4 separate regions of the Mus musculus genome follow, and all the other regions are linked to region 3. A link is a contact called in public HiChIP or PLAC-seq data. All regions are on one chromosome and are shown on one strand. Each heading gives the region's core, a stretch centred on a gene start, on an enhancer-like site or on the middle of the called end of the contact. The rest is flanking DNA. Distances are from core to core; before and after follow the strand shown.

Region 1 (2,959 bases), core at 275-2,774, 410 kb after region 3:
TTTTCTTCAGAACCTCAATGCTATAAACATATTACCTATTTGTCTTGTTAGCATTCCAAAAAAAACAAAACAAAAAACAAAACAAAAAAACCCATTATTGCCATTCTTAGATTACTGAAAAAAATTGGATAAAAACAATCTACAGAGGTTGATGAGAAAATTCCAGTGTTTTCTTTTTCACTTTTTCTTTAAAATACTTCTTTAAAATAACTCATCAATAACAACTAAGTAGTTTGCTGTCTTCCACTGAAAGAGCATTGTAATTCAAATCCATTCAGTGCTGCCTCATTTATACAATTTGTTAGTGAAGCTCAAATACTCTGCACCTATTTTAATGATATAGCACATTAATAACATTTTCACTCATTTAAAGCCATGTTTACTAACAGAGCCTTAGCACCCCCCAAAACACTGGCAAAGACAAGTTTCACACATTCAAATTGCCTGAACAAGTAATTGATACATACAGCTTAAAGCTTTTTTTTTTTTTTTTTTTTTTTTTTTCCCAAATGAAGGTCTTTAGAGAGTTTTAAAATCACGCTAAAACAAACAAAAAAAAGTAGGTAAAAACATGTTTGACTGTGCAGAAAACACTCAAGGTCACAAGATGCCCATTTAGTTCTTGCTACAACAGGAAAGAGGCAACCAGGCTGATTTCTAGCTAAATTTTGCCTAGAATTTTCTTGAGGGAAAGTTGGAAACTTTATTACAAAATATGGGAAAGTTATCAAGTGACAGGAAAATTAGGGGGTCAATAAAGATGAAAGATGTCTAAACAGAAGTGAGAATCAGTAAGTTTGTGGACTCTTATTGACTTATGTCATTATTTTTAGAGCCCCTCAAAATAAGAAACTAACACGGATGAAGGGGGGGTTATCCAGCCAGAGGTGAGACACAGCCATTTTGGTGGGGGGGAGGGGGGTGTCTAACTACACAATGAGGTCATCCTATCTCCCGGAAGTGACAAGTAATCACCTGCTTTTCACTAGCTCCTCCCCTTCCCTCAAAGGTCCCGCCCCTCTGCCCGCAGCCGGGAGGGTGTTAGGGGGCGTTTCTCCCAGAGCAAAGCTGAGAGCTGCGACGCAGAGGAAGGGGACCCCAAAACGTCTGGCACTGCCTCCTCCAGGGAACACTTTGGACCGTCTCACTCAACCCAGCGGGATTCTGAAACGCCGAGGGGTCAACCTGATGGGTTTCGGGGTCAACGGAAGAGGGGACGGGGAGCCCTGGCGGGGAGAACCCCCCGGCCCCCCGCCCAGCAGCTGAGGCACAGGAGGGCGGCCATCTTGGCCGGTAGGGTAGGGCCAGGAGGCTGCGGGCGCCGTGCGATTGGGGGGCTCGCCCGGAAGTGACGCCGCCCGCCCGGAAGCGGAGGGGGTTCCCTGGCCCACTCCCCCCGTTCGTCTGCTCCCCGCTTCCTCCCCGCCCCCCTTCCTCTCCATTCGTTCCCCCCCTCCCCGGTCCCTGCCTTCTCCCCCCACCCGTCCCTCCCCCCCAACCTCCGGAGCTGGGAAGAGAGTCAAGATGGCGGCGAAATCCGATGGCGGTGGCGTGGGGGTGGGCTTCGCCCAGCTGCACAACCTGGACGAGGCGGTGGGCAGCGGCGAGGAGGACGGGGAGCCCGGGGGAGGCGGCTGCGGCGGCGGCGACGGCAGCGAGCCCGGCGAGAGCAGCTCGCTGCACATCTGCCACTGCTGCAACACCTCCTCGTGCTACTGGGGCTGCCGCTCCGCCTGCCTGCGCTCGCTGCTGGGCAAGAAGCCGCGCCGCAGCGCCGCCGCCGCCGACGGGGGGGACCAGCCGCTGCAGCCGCCCGGGGCCGCCGGCCGCCACCCCCCGACGCCCTCGGCCGGCCGACCGCAGCCCGCGTCGCCGCAGGTGGAGCGGCCGTGGCTTGACTGCCTGTGGATCGTGCTCGCGCTGCTGGTGTTCTTCGGGGACGTGGGTACCGACCTGTGGCTGGCCCTCGACTACTACCGCAAGGGGGACTACGGCTGCTTCGGGCTGACCCTGTTCTTCGTGCTGGTGCCGTCGCTGCTGGTGCAGAGCCTGAGCTTCCGCTGGTTCGTGCAGGACTACACGGGCGGCGGGCTAGGCGCCGTGGAGGGGCTCAGCAGCCGGGGACCCCCAATGATGGGGGCCGGCTACGGCCACGGCGCGGCCCGCGGCGGCCCGGGTGCGGGGGGCTCGGCCACCCCGGGGGCGCAGCGTCTGTGCCGCCTCTCCGTGTGGATCTGGCAGTCGGTCATCCACCTGCTGCAGATGGGGCAGGTGTGGAGGTAAGAGCACTGCGGGCTGGGGGCGGGGGCTGCGGCCGCGCGCGGGCCCCTCGGACAGTCTGGGCTAGGTTGAGCCGGGGGTAGCCGTGCGCTGTCTTAGCATCTCGGGACGGTCTATAGGTTGCCTGGCCACGCCTTTTGGCCCGGGGGAGGCCCTAGGTCCTGCTGTTTGTCCATCTCCGTCCCTGGGTTGCACTTGGAGAAGACCCTGCCTCTACCCTCCCGCCTCTCCTCTGCAGACCTCCATCCTGGTTGCCCCCTTTCCCCCCCCCGCTGTGTCCCAAGGTAACTGGCGCTCGTTTGCATCCTGGAGGAGACCTGGCCTCCTTCAGCCGGTTGCACTTGGCCTTCCCCCCTACCCCCATCCTCCCCGAGGGACATTTCCTCCCCCCCCCCACTCCTGTTTTCTCTCTGCAGTGGCCGGTGTGGGGCCCTGTGGAAAAACCCTAGCTGCCTCTCCTTAAAGCACTCCTTCCTTTCACGCCCCTCCTCCTCCTGCAGCCCCAGCCCCTGCAAACACCGCTGCTCCACACCGCTGCCCTCCTTGAAGGAAAAAAAATGACTTTTTTTTTCTTTCCGGAATAGATGTGCCCTTTTCGCAGTGACAGGGAAAAAAAATGAGATGGTATCTAGTGGCAGCAAGCGTTTGCTGTTAACTCTCACCTCTGGAAAATCACTGA
Region 2 (2,792 bases), core at 172-2,671, 360 kb before region 3:
CACTATAAAATAAAGAAAAAATAGTTCTCTTGGGCCTGTAGAGATGACTTAGCAGTTAAGAGAACTGGACACTCTTCCAGAACTACATTTGACTCACAGCACCCACTTAGAGCTCACAACTTTCCATAACTCCAGTTCCAGGGATCCAGGCACACACCTGGCGAACAGACATACATGAACGGAAGACAGCCTTCTGACTGCTTTATTCCTTTCTCTCTCAATTCTGTACAAACACTAGTCTGATTATTTCACGTAAGTGGAATCATAAAATAAACGGTCCTCTATGATTAGTTCCTTTCATTTAGCATTTTGCTTTCAAGGTTCGCCTTGCTTTGCTATGCTAATGGAAATCACAGATATCTAGTACCCCACCGTTTCTTTTGGACCTGACAGTAGCAATGTTTATCCTTTGAAGCAATACTACATTCCCCCCCCCCCAAAAGAGACTGTTTTACATCCCCACCTGAATTGTAAAGGAGTTCCAATTTCCCCATAGCCCAGTCAACATTTTATTCTCCTTATTACAGTCATTCTATATTATATTGTGATTGTATTTATTAACTGTCCGTTGTCACTGGAAAAGCAAAAATGTTCAATTGCTAGGGATTGGAAACAAGACTGGACAAAAAGACTTAGGTTCAAGTGTGAGTCCTTTATTCATAATACAAAGAGAAGATTGATACCATGATCTCTAAACTCCCTCAAAGAAGCTTGTATGAGAGTCTCTTCTTCCTCTACCCTCATATCTCACTAAAACCGGTGGCAGTGTGACCCCGAGAGAAGTCTTGCTCAGCAGGGCTTGCTCTTTAGTTCTCCCTCTTAGATACTACACTATTTCTGCCTCTGACTTGGGCAATAACCCACAGAAGGCGCAGAGTTTCGTTTGCCCACATCTCTCCTGGGCTGAGAAGTGGGCGTTACTGCTTTCTAGAACAAGGACGTCGAGGATGGAGGAAACTACAACCCCCAAGAGTCCACGCGGTGCTGGCAAGAGCCGTTTCTCTACGGCCGACAGCACAGCGCCCTCTCCGGTGTGTTATTGTTAAAACTTAGCGGTGAGTCATCTGCGCGCATGCACACTCACGTCCCAACTAGTTTAGCCTCTATCCTTCCTGCAGGCGCTTTTCCGGTGCGGCTGACGTAGGCTTTTCCCCGCCCCCAGAGTCTGGAGAGGGTGGGGCTCTGGGCACGCGCATTCACAGATTTTTTTTTTTATGAGGGAGGGGACAAAGCTTTGGGTGTGGAAGGGAAAGTAAAGGACTGCGGGGCGCATGCGTCCTGACAGCACTGCGGGCCTCGGTTACTTACGGGCGGCGGGGCGGAAGTGGCTCCTGGACTGACGCACGCGCATTGGCTGCTAGTGCCCATCCTCCGGAAGTGGGTTGGCCGCCTTGCGACAGGGCCCCGCCCCGCCCCGCCCCCTGCTCCCCGCCCCCTACTCTCTTAGGTGGCGCCGGCTTGCGGCTAGTGTGGCGGCGGTGTTGGTTTTGGAAGCCAGAGCGGGCACATTCCCTGGACAGGCGGCAGGGCTATGGTCGCTGGCTCCCAAAGGCCCGCTCCGCTTCGCAGCCCGATCCTGAGCGCAAGCCTGAGCGTTCTCTTCAGCCAAGTCCCCCGGCGCGTTCGGCTGCTCCCCGGGCGCGCCCCCTCCGATGGCGGCGGAGATCCAGCCCCAGCCACTGACCCGCAAGCCGATCCTGCTGCAGCGGGTCGAGGGGTCGCAGGAGGTGGTCAACATGGCGGTGATTGTACCTAAAGAAGAGGGTGTCATCAGCGTCTCGGAGGACAGGTACTGACTGCTTGTCCCCGTGCCGCGCGGAGGTCCGGCCCTGGCTTGGTGGGAGGGTAGACCGCACCTACTGGTTCAGTTCCCAGCGCGGTGGCCTTGGCCTCAGCAACTGGTCCCTGGCGGAGTCCGAGTGGCCCTTGGGTTAACAGTGCAGGAGACACCAGACCTGGTCCAGTTTTGGGGATGGGAAGGGCAGAGGGAGAAGCCGCCCAGCTTTGCAGGTGTTTTAGCTTAAAGGACCCTCCATGCACCGGGATGATTTGGAGGCGCTGCTAGTTGGTCCATTGTTTGGTTACCCAAACGAGAAAGGGAACGTATTTTCTTTCTTCTATACGGTTCACCGAATCTGTGTATCTCCAGGACATCTTTCACCGAACCCAAGGACTTATTAAATTGTGAAGAGAGTAACTTTGGGCTTCTGCGTGTGGCGCCTTCCTTTCCTAAAAGTTTATGTCTTGGAGCTCAAGGGGAAGTGACTGGAAGTTGCAAGGGATCACTTTTGCAGACAACTGCTTGAGTTCCTTCCCTTTGCCTACTTCCTTTCCAAGATTGCTTAATTAGCAGAAGTAGCTCTGGTTCTGCCTTCAGGATTCCCCTTTTGCGCTGTGTTTTTGATTTCCAGAGGAATGCCGCTTGAATATAGGGGATAGGGTAAGATATCTGAAATTACTATTTGGGTAATATCTACAAGCATTTTAAAATCAGTTGTAGCGTGGCAGAGGTATGTAACTGTCTGGGTTCTTAGCTTCAGACAGGCAGTTAGGTTTTCTTATTATAAGTTAGTATCATGCCGAGGTAGAGTTATTCTGTGACTCTTAAAATTGCAAAGATAAAGCAAAAAGTGCTCACTTAAAAAAAAATCGTTTCAGCACCTAATGTAAATTCAAACATTTTTTACTTGATTTGTTTCTTAGGTTCTTGAATATAAAGGAAGAGTGTATTGCATGTGTATATTGCATATCGACCTCTGCATCATTCTTGATATGCATGGCGCCTACTTCAT
Region 3 (2,729 bases), core at 164-2,663:
ACAGCAAATACTAATCACTATAGTGTGCTAGATGTCACGTAGCAGGTACTGTCTACTTCGAAGGTGCTGCCACCTCAGTGGTCAGCCACTCCTTGTTTGGTTGGTTAAGACAGAGTCTTGCTACTCCATAGCTCTAGGTGAGCTGAAACTACGTAGTCCTAGCTGTCCTCAAACGTTCATTCCAACTCTCTTCTGACTGATCCATACTTGGATCTGGCTCTCTCGGGACCACCTCAGGTAAAGGAGATCGGAACTAGTTATGTGATCTCTAGAAATGGTTCTCTATCTGTAACCACAGTGCTGGCAGAACTCGGAAGCATGACAAGTAGACAGCAGCCAGGCAGGTCTACACGTCACCCCTCCCCTCTCTGTCCTCAACCATCCAAAGTCACCGGGAGCCACCAGGATGAGATCGCCTGGGTAGCCTACACCCAGACTTTACTGAGCAGGCGTTGTCCTCCCATCCCCCACTCAAAGCTCTACCTAACCTCACCCGCCACTTACCAACACCACGCTCATAAATTGAGGTAAAAATCAACAAAGGCATACAGCGGGTAGTTATTATTGCAGTGTTTCTAAAAGCCAGGGTGGCTGTTAAGCCTCACTCTGTAGCCCAGGCTGGTCTTGAACTCTGAACAATCCTTCTGCCTCAGTCTCCCAAGTGTGAGCCATATACAACTTCCTCCCTACTAAGACATTTAAAATATACTTTAATCGAAGAATCAGGATGCCCCAGACATCCTGAAAATTCTCGTAGCTTCATAAATAACACAATCAATTATGCGATTTTTCTTTCTATCTTGAGACAGGTTTGCCTATATTTCAAATGCCAAGCTGGCCTAGAGGCCACTGTGTATGAGTGGTCTCCAGCACATCACAACCCCTGGTTTATGCTCAAACCCAGGGCATCTTGCAAGCATCCCTTTACCAACTGGGCTACGGCCTCAACGATGCTTAACTAAATTCATTTGCGCTTAGATTCCCATTCACACACTCGGAAATGTGGTAACAGTTCACCTACTCTGACCTTCAGGGAAAGCTGCCGGGCTGGAAGCCAGCTTGCCAGGCACTGGTACCCTAACCACCTCTAAGTTCAGTCTTCCTGGCTACCGGCAGAGAAAGTTCTGGAAAATACCGCCAGTATGATGCAGCATGCAGCCCTAATCTTAAATCTCTCCGGCAAGCCTTTAATCCCTCAAGGCCAGCCACACAACTACACAGAGGCCCTGTCTCAAAACAGACAAACAACTCTCCGCCCCTAGGTATGGTTTGATGGACAGGAAAAGAATGGGAAGAGCTGATGAGAGAGAACCTTGGGCTTCGTCGCTAGGGTGAGGTGGCCAGGCTGCGCAGGACGTGGTCCCTTTTCTCCAGGAGCCAGGAGAAAGTCTTAGGCCACAGCGTTTCCTAACCCTTCCGAAGGGGGAGGGAACACATGAGGGTCACGAGGGCTCAGGGAGTCGGAAGGCAACGTGATCAACAAAAACAAACTTACAACCAGGCTGCGCATGTCCAGAAGAGACACTGCTTAATTTTTCTGTGAAAACAAGTGTTAACTACGTGCACGTGTGGGCTACAGAGGGCAGGGAGGAGGCTGACGCAGCCCCAGGTGGGTCCCGGGAAGATGTACGCTCCCAGCAGTCGCAGCAGGAGTCACCATCCACCTGCGCCTTCCAGACCAGGGCGGGGAGGACGAGTTCAGCCATTGGAGCGCACGGGGTCCGTAGCCCGGTAGCTGGGGTTCCGCTGGCTCCTCCCCGGAGGGGACCGGAAGCTACTTCCTGGACTCAAGGGCTCCTCCCCCGGGCCGAGCTGGTCTTGGAGGTGGGTGGGGAGCTGCGGATTCCTCTCCTGTTAGATGCTGAAGGTGGGGTACATCCCTGATGAGGAGCTTCAGGTTTCTTCCCTGGAGGCGCTGCAGGTGGGGGTTCACTTCGGGATGGGTGATGGAGGCATCTCTACTTGGGCTCCCCCTGCAAGTAGGAGGGATGTTGCGGTCTCCTTCCCGGGGTGACCACTGGAGGCTCATCTCTCTGTCTCCCCACCCCTACCATCGCCCCCTCCCTCTCCCCTCCTGAAACCACCACCGTGATTCAAGCTCTTTCTCTGGGAAATAACTCTGGGAGCACCTTCGCCTACCCTCCAGAGTCACCATACCTCTGAGTTATCCCTCCCCATCTCAAGTCTCCCCGTTTCCTCTCCCAGGCTTGCCTGGGAAAGAGTGGACTGGTACTGAGAATAGGCAAGCGCTCAGAATCCAAAGGTCTTGAGTGGCTCAGGCCAAGGCAGACATTTCAGTTTCTCCACACCCTTCGCGAAGGTTTTTTTGTATGGGTTTTGTATTTTTGAGACAAAGCCTGGCTAGTCCTGAACTCGTGCATGAACCGACAAAGTTAGTTCCTTTAGTACTGGGATTTTTAAACACGGCTAGCACACCTGGCCTGTAACACTTTTAAAGAGTGAGATTTATTTACTTTTGCTTTGTATTATTTTAATCATCTTTGAGTTTATACTATACGCTTTTAAAACGTTGTGTATTGAAGTGTTTTCTTAAGAGATTAAAGATGATACCAGGTTATTCAAAAAATAGGTCGCCAAGAACGGTTGGAGCCAGCACTGTACAGGATGTCAAGAGACCTTTGGTGAACTCCGTGGCCTTCGGAAGTGGCTAAGGTGTCAGTCTCTGAACTTGGCCGGCATGGGGGAGACAGCCCTGCTTCAAGGAGGGG
Region 4 (2,875 bases), core at 95-2,594, 320 kb after region 3:
ACCACCACTACCAGCACTACCCTCCAAAAGAAAAAAGATGGGGGGCGGGGTAGTAAAGTTCCAGGTTCAATGGCACCTCCCACTCGGCCCCAGAGCCAGAGCTCTGAGCAGCAATTCCTCTACCCCCCACAGAGGCCTCCTGGGCATCAGGCCAGGGTAGTCTCTTGTCTCCATTTTTTGTTGTTGTTGTTTTGTTTGTTTGTTTGTTTGTTTCGAGACAGGATTTCTCTGTAGCCTTGGCTGTCCTGGAACTCACTTTGTAGACCAGGCTGGCCTCGAACTCAGAAATCCGCCTGCCTCTGCCTCCCAAGTGCTGGGATTAAAGGCGTGCGCATCAGAAGCAGACAAAAGTGTCACCATGTTAAGAGACTTTAATATAAGCAGACAACCTAGAAAAGGCATCTGGCAAAAAAAAAAAAAGTCTCTGTCCATGTTAACCTCATTCATGTCACTTAAAAAAATTATATCGGGAAAGGCTGGAATTTACATACTGGCCACCGAAAGCAAGAAAGCGTCCAGGAGGGAGCTACTTACTGTCTCGGAGAGAAATTCTACCCACCTGGTGTCTTGCTTTCACCTGCTGAGGTTGGGAAACCACGGGAGGAACCCAGGACAGCCAGCCTCAGCTTGCTCCCTGATGAAAAGGGTGTGGGGGCCCTCCCAAGCCATCCTTCGGGACGATCACATCCCAAATTACTAGACAAACCAGTTTTCTGGGTGCCGGGTTCCCACTCCTATTCCTGAGAGGTTGAGCATTGCTAAGAGCAGGAGGGAGCGGGAGGCGTCTTGCCACCCGGGGCTACTCAGGGGCCCATCTCTCCCCTCGCGACCCACAAAGCAGTGGCGCCCTGCGGTCGTTCCGGACCCCAACCCAGACAGCAGATTTCGCTGGTCGTCCCGTGCCCGGAAAGAGGTCCAATTCCCGGGCACAGGCGCAGCAGGGGACCATCTCCTACACTGACCTGCAGACACAGAAGACTGGATGCTGAGAACGCCACGCGGGAGCCGGAGCAGCACGTGCGGAGTCAAGAGTTTGGTTCTGCCTTTTATCTTCAGTCTGCTCTGGACCCGCCTCGCCGCCGCGGGAGCCGTGCCTCCCTCCTACCTCACCTCACCTCACCTCCGCCCCAGGACGCTTGTGGGAAGCCCACACCTACATCTCGGACGGAGCTGACCTTGTGGCTGCACCAAGACGAGACCACACCCCTTCCACAATTGACTGGGGTTAGAATTTGGGACTTGCAAGCCACAGCTGGAAAGATCTGCTATGGACCTGTGTCTGGTGGCACCTCCGCCAAGAACTAGGAACTTAGTCGTTTCTGGTTCCTGGGAACACTGATGTTAAATGAAGTGGCTTTCAAGGCAAGCACTAAGCAGGATGGGGCAGCATCTTGGAAGGAAGGGCTTAGAAATTCTGAGTGGCAGCCTCAAGACGGACCCCCAGTGTGCACACCCGACCAAAGGGCTCCCATCTGGAGCTGAAAGGGGCCCGATGTAAGTGTATCTCCTTTGGCAGTCCAATGTTGTAGCTGGCCTGCTCGAGCAAAAATATTTTACGTCTAATCACAGAAGGTAGGGTAAGCGTGAGCCACAGCGTGCCTGGGGAGGTTGGTATTTATTTGCCAGGTTCCCGGAGATTGAACCCAGATTGTCAAACATCTTTATCAAGCCACTACCTGGAAATTGGACTTGGGGGGAAGTGAGTTTCCTAGGAAGGGGTGGAGGGAGACAGGGGGCAGCACCAATGTTAAACATTTCCCAAGGCCGATTGACTTATTAACTGATAGTGGAAAGCCAGACTATTACAGGTTGGGAGCCAAAATTATCTCCGGCTATCTTAGTCTCTGGGTAGCCTTTTATGGCCCACCCCTCTGTTTGACCTAACATCCTTGTGACTATTAGGTAAACCCTTAGGGAATGTACAAACAGGACCCCTCGCTTCCAACAATCCTGTGCTGGTTAATTTTTTGTCAACAAGACACAAGCTAGGCTTGCCGGGGAAGAAGGCACCTCAACTGAGAAATTGCCTCCATCAGACTGGCCTGTAGGTAACTCTGGGATGGGGGGGGTAGGGAGGGGGGCATTCATTTGCTTGACTAATGACTGATGTGGCAGAGCCCAGCCCACTGTGGACAAGACACCCCTAGGCAGGTAGGTCTGAGTTGTGTAAGAAAGAAGGCCAAGCAAGCTAAGGGGAGCAAGCCAATAAGCAGCACACTCCGCCACGGCCTCTGCTTCAGGTCCTCTCCTGGCATCTCTTCATGATGAACTATAACAGAAGTTCTCAACCTGGAGATTCTTTTTGGGGTGTGTGTGTCAAATATCAGATATACTAGATATCAGATATTTACATTACAATTCATAACAGTAGCAAAATTACAGTTATGAAGTAGCAACAAAATAACTTTATGGCTGAGGGGGGTCACCATTAACACAAGGAACTGTATTAAAGGGTTACAGCATTAGGAAGGTTGTGAACTACTGATCTGTAAAATGTAACTTATCCTCCCCCCCACCCCCCAGTAGCTTTTTGTCCTGGGGTTCATCACAGTAATAGAAGCAACAAAGACAATTCCAACTAAGAATGCTTCAGATAATGTCGGAGGGCTAGAGTAGCTACTTCCTGTCTGTCTTCGCTGCTATGGCTAATCTGATGTTTCTATCCATGTATTTTAAAATGTCTTGAGCTGGAGAAACGGCCCAGGGGTTAAGAACACCAGCTGCTCTTCCGTGGGATCTGTATTGATTCCCAGCACTGACATGGTGGCTAACAACCATCTGTATCCAGTTCCAGGGGATCCTCTAGGGCCACCTGGTGTTCCATAATACAGATGTACATGCTGGCAAAACATCCATAGACATAAAATGATCTTTT

What was found. HiChIP or PLAC-seq counts read pairs in DNA pulled down with a chosen protein or histone mark.
Region 1: a contact with region 3 is called in an H3K4me3 HiChIP or PLAC-seq map of embryonic stem cells, with 2.8 times the contacts expected there. The contact joins the promoter of Xkr6 here to the promoter of Neil2 in region 3. A contact is called at or near these places in 1 of 484 Hi-C or Micro-C datasets (the G1E-ER4 cell line) and 1 of 115 datasets of contacts at active chromatin or transcription factors (embryonic stem cells).
Region 2: a contact with region 3 is called in an H3K27ac HiChIP or PLAC-seq map of microglia, with 7 times the contacts expected there. The contact joins the promoter of Wdfy2 here to the promoter of Neil2 in region 3. A contact is called at or near these places in 2 of 39 promoter capture datasets (the C10 cell line and pre-B cells), 2 of 484 Hi-C or Micro-C datasets (CD4 T cells and regulatory T cells), 2 of 115 datasets of contacts at active chromatin or transcription factors (microglia and pancreatic cancer cells) and 1 of 9 other capture datasets (liver).
Region 4: an H3K27ac HiChIP or PLAC-seq map of embryonic stem cells shows a contact between it and region 3, with 2.6 times the contacts expected there. The contact joins the promoter of Tdh here to the promoter of Neil2 in region 3. A contact is called at or near these places in 8 of 39 promoter capture datasets (the 3T3-L1 cell line, cranial neural crest, frontonasal cranial neural crest and 5 more), 2 of 484 Hi-C or Micro-C datasets (the CH12 cell line and embryonic stem cells), 7 of 115 datasets of contacts at active chromatin or transcription factors (all in embryonic stem cells) and 4 of 9 other capture datasets (adipose tissue, embryonic stem cells, liver and 1 more).

Annotation. Positions count from the first base shown.
Region 1 is chr14:63,605,006-63,607,964 of GRCm38.p6, forward strand. It overlaps Xkr6 (X-linked Kx blood group related 6), which reads left to right and starts at 1,525. Exons shown (of 3, transcript NM_173393.2): 1 at 1,525-2,279. The coding sequence starts at 1,525. Gm15918 (predicted gene 15918) reads right to left here and starts at 2,714. Exons shown (of 2, transcript NR_167937.1): 1 at 1,954-2,714.
Region 2 is chr14:62,836,269-62,839,060 of GRCm38.p6, forward strand. It overlaps Wdfy2 (WD repeat and FYVE domain containing 2), which reads left to right and starts at 1,422. Exons shown (of 12, transcript NM_175546.4): 1 at 1,422-1,789. The coding sequence starts at 1,653. It overlaps Gm26536 (predicted gene, 26536), which reads right to left and starts at 2,263. Exons shown (of 2, transcript NR_168886.1): 1 at 1,857-2,263; 2 at 633-1,752. It overlaps Mir8098 (microRNA 8098), which reads left to right and starts at 1,453; the gene lies at 1,453-1,589.
Region 3 is chr14:63,192,112-63,194,840 of GRCm38.p6, forward strand. Neil2 (nei like 2 (E. coli)) reads right to left here and starts at 1,414. Exons shown (of 5, transcript NM_201610.2): 1 at 1,313-1,414.
Region 4 is chr14:63,507,748-63,510,622 of GRCm38.p6, forward strand. It overlaps Tdh (L-threonine dehydrogenase), which reads right to left and starts at 1,345. Exons shown (of 9, transcript NM_021480.5): 1 at 963-1,345.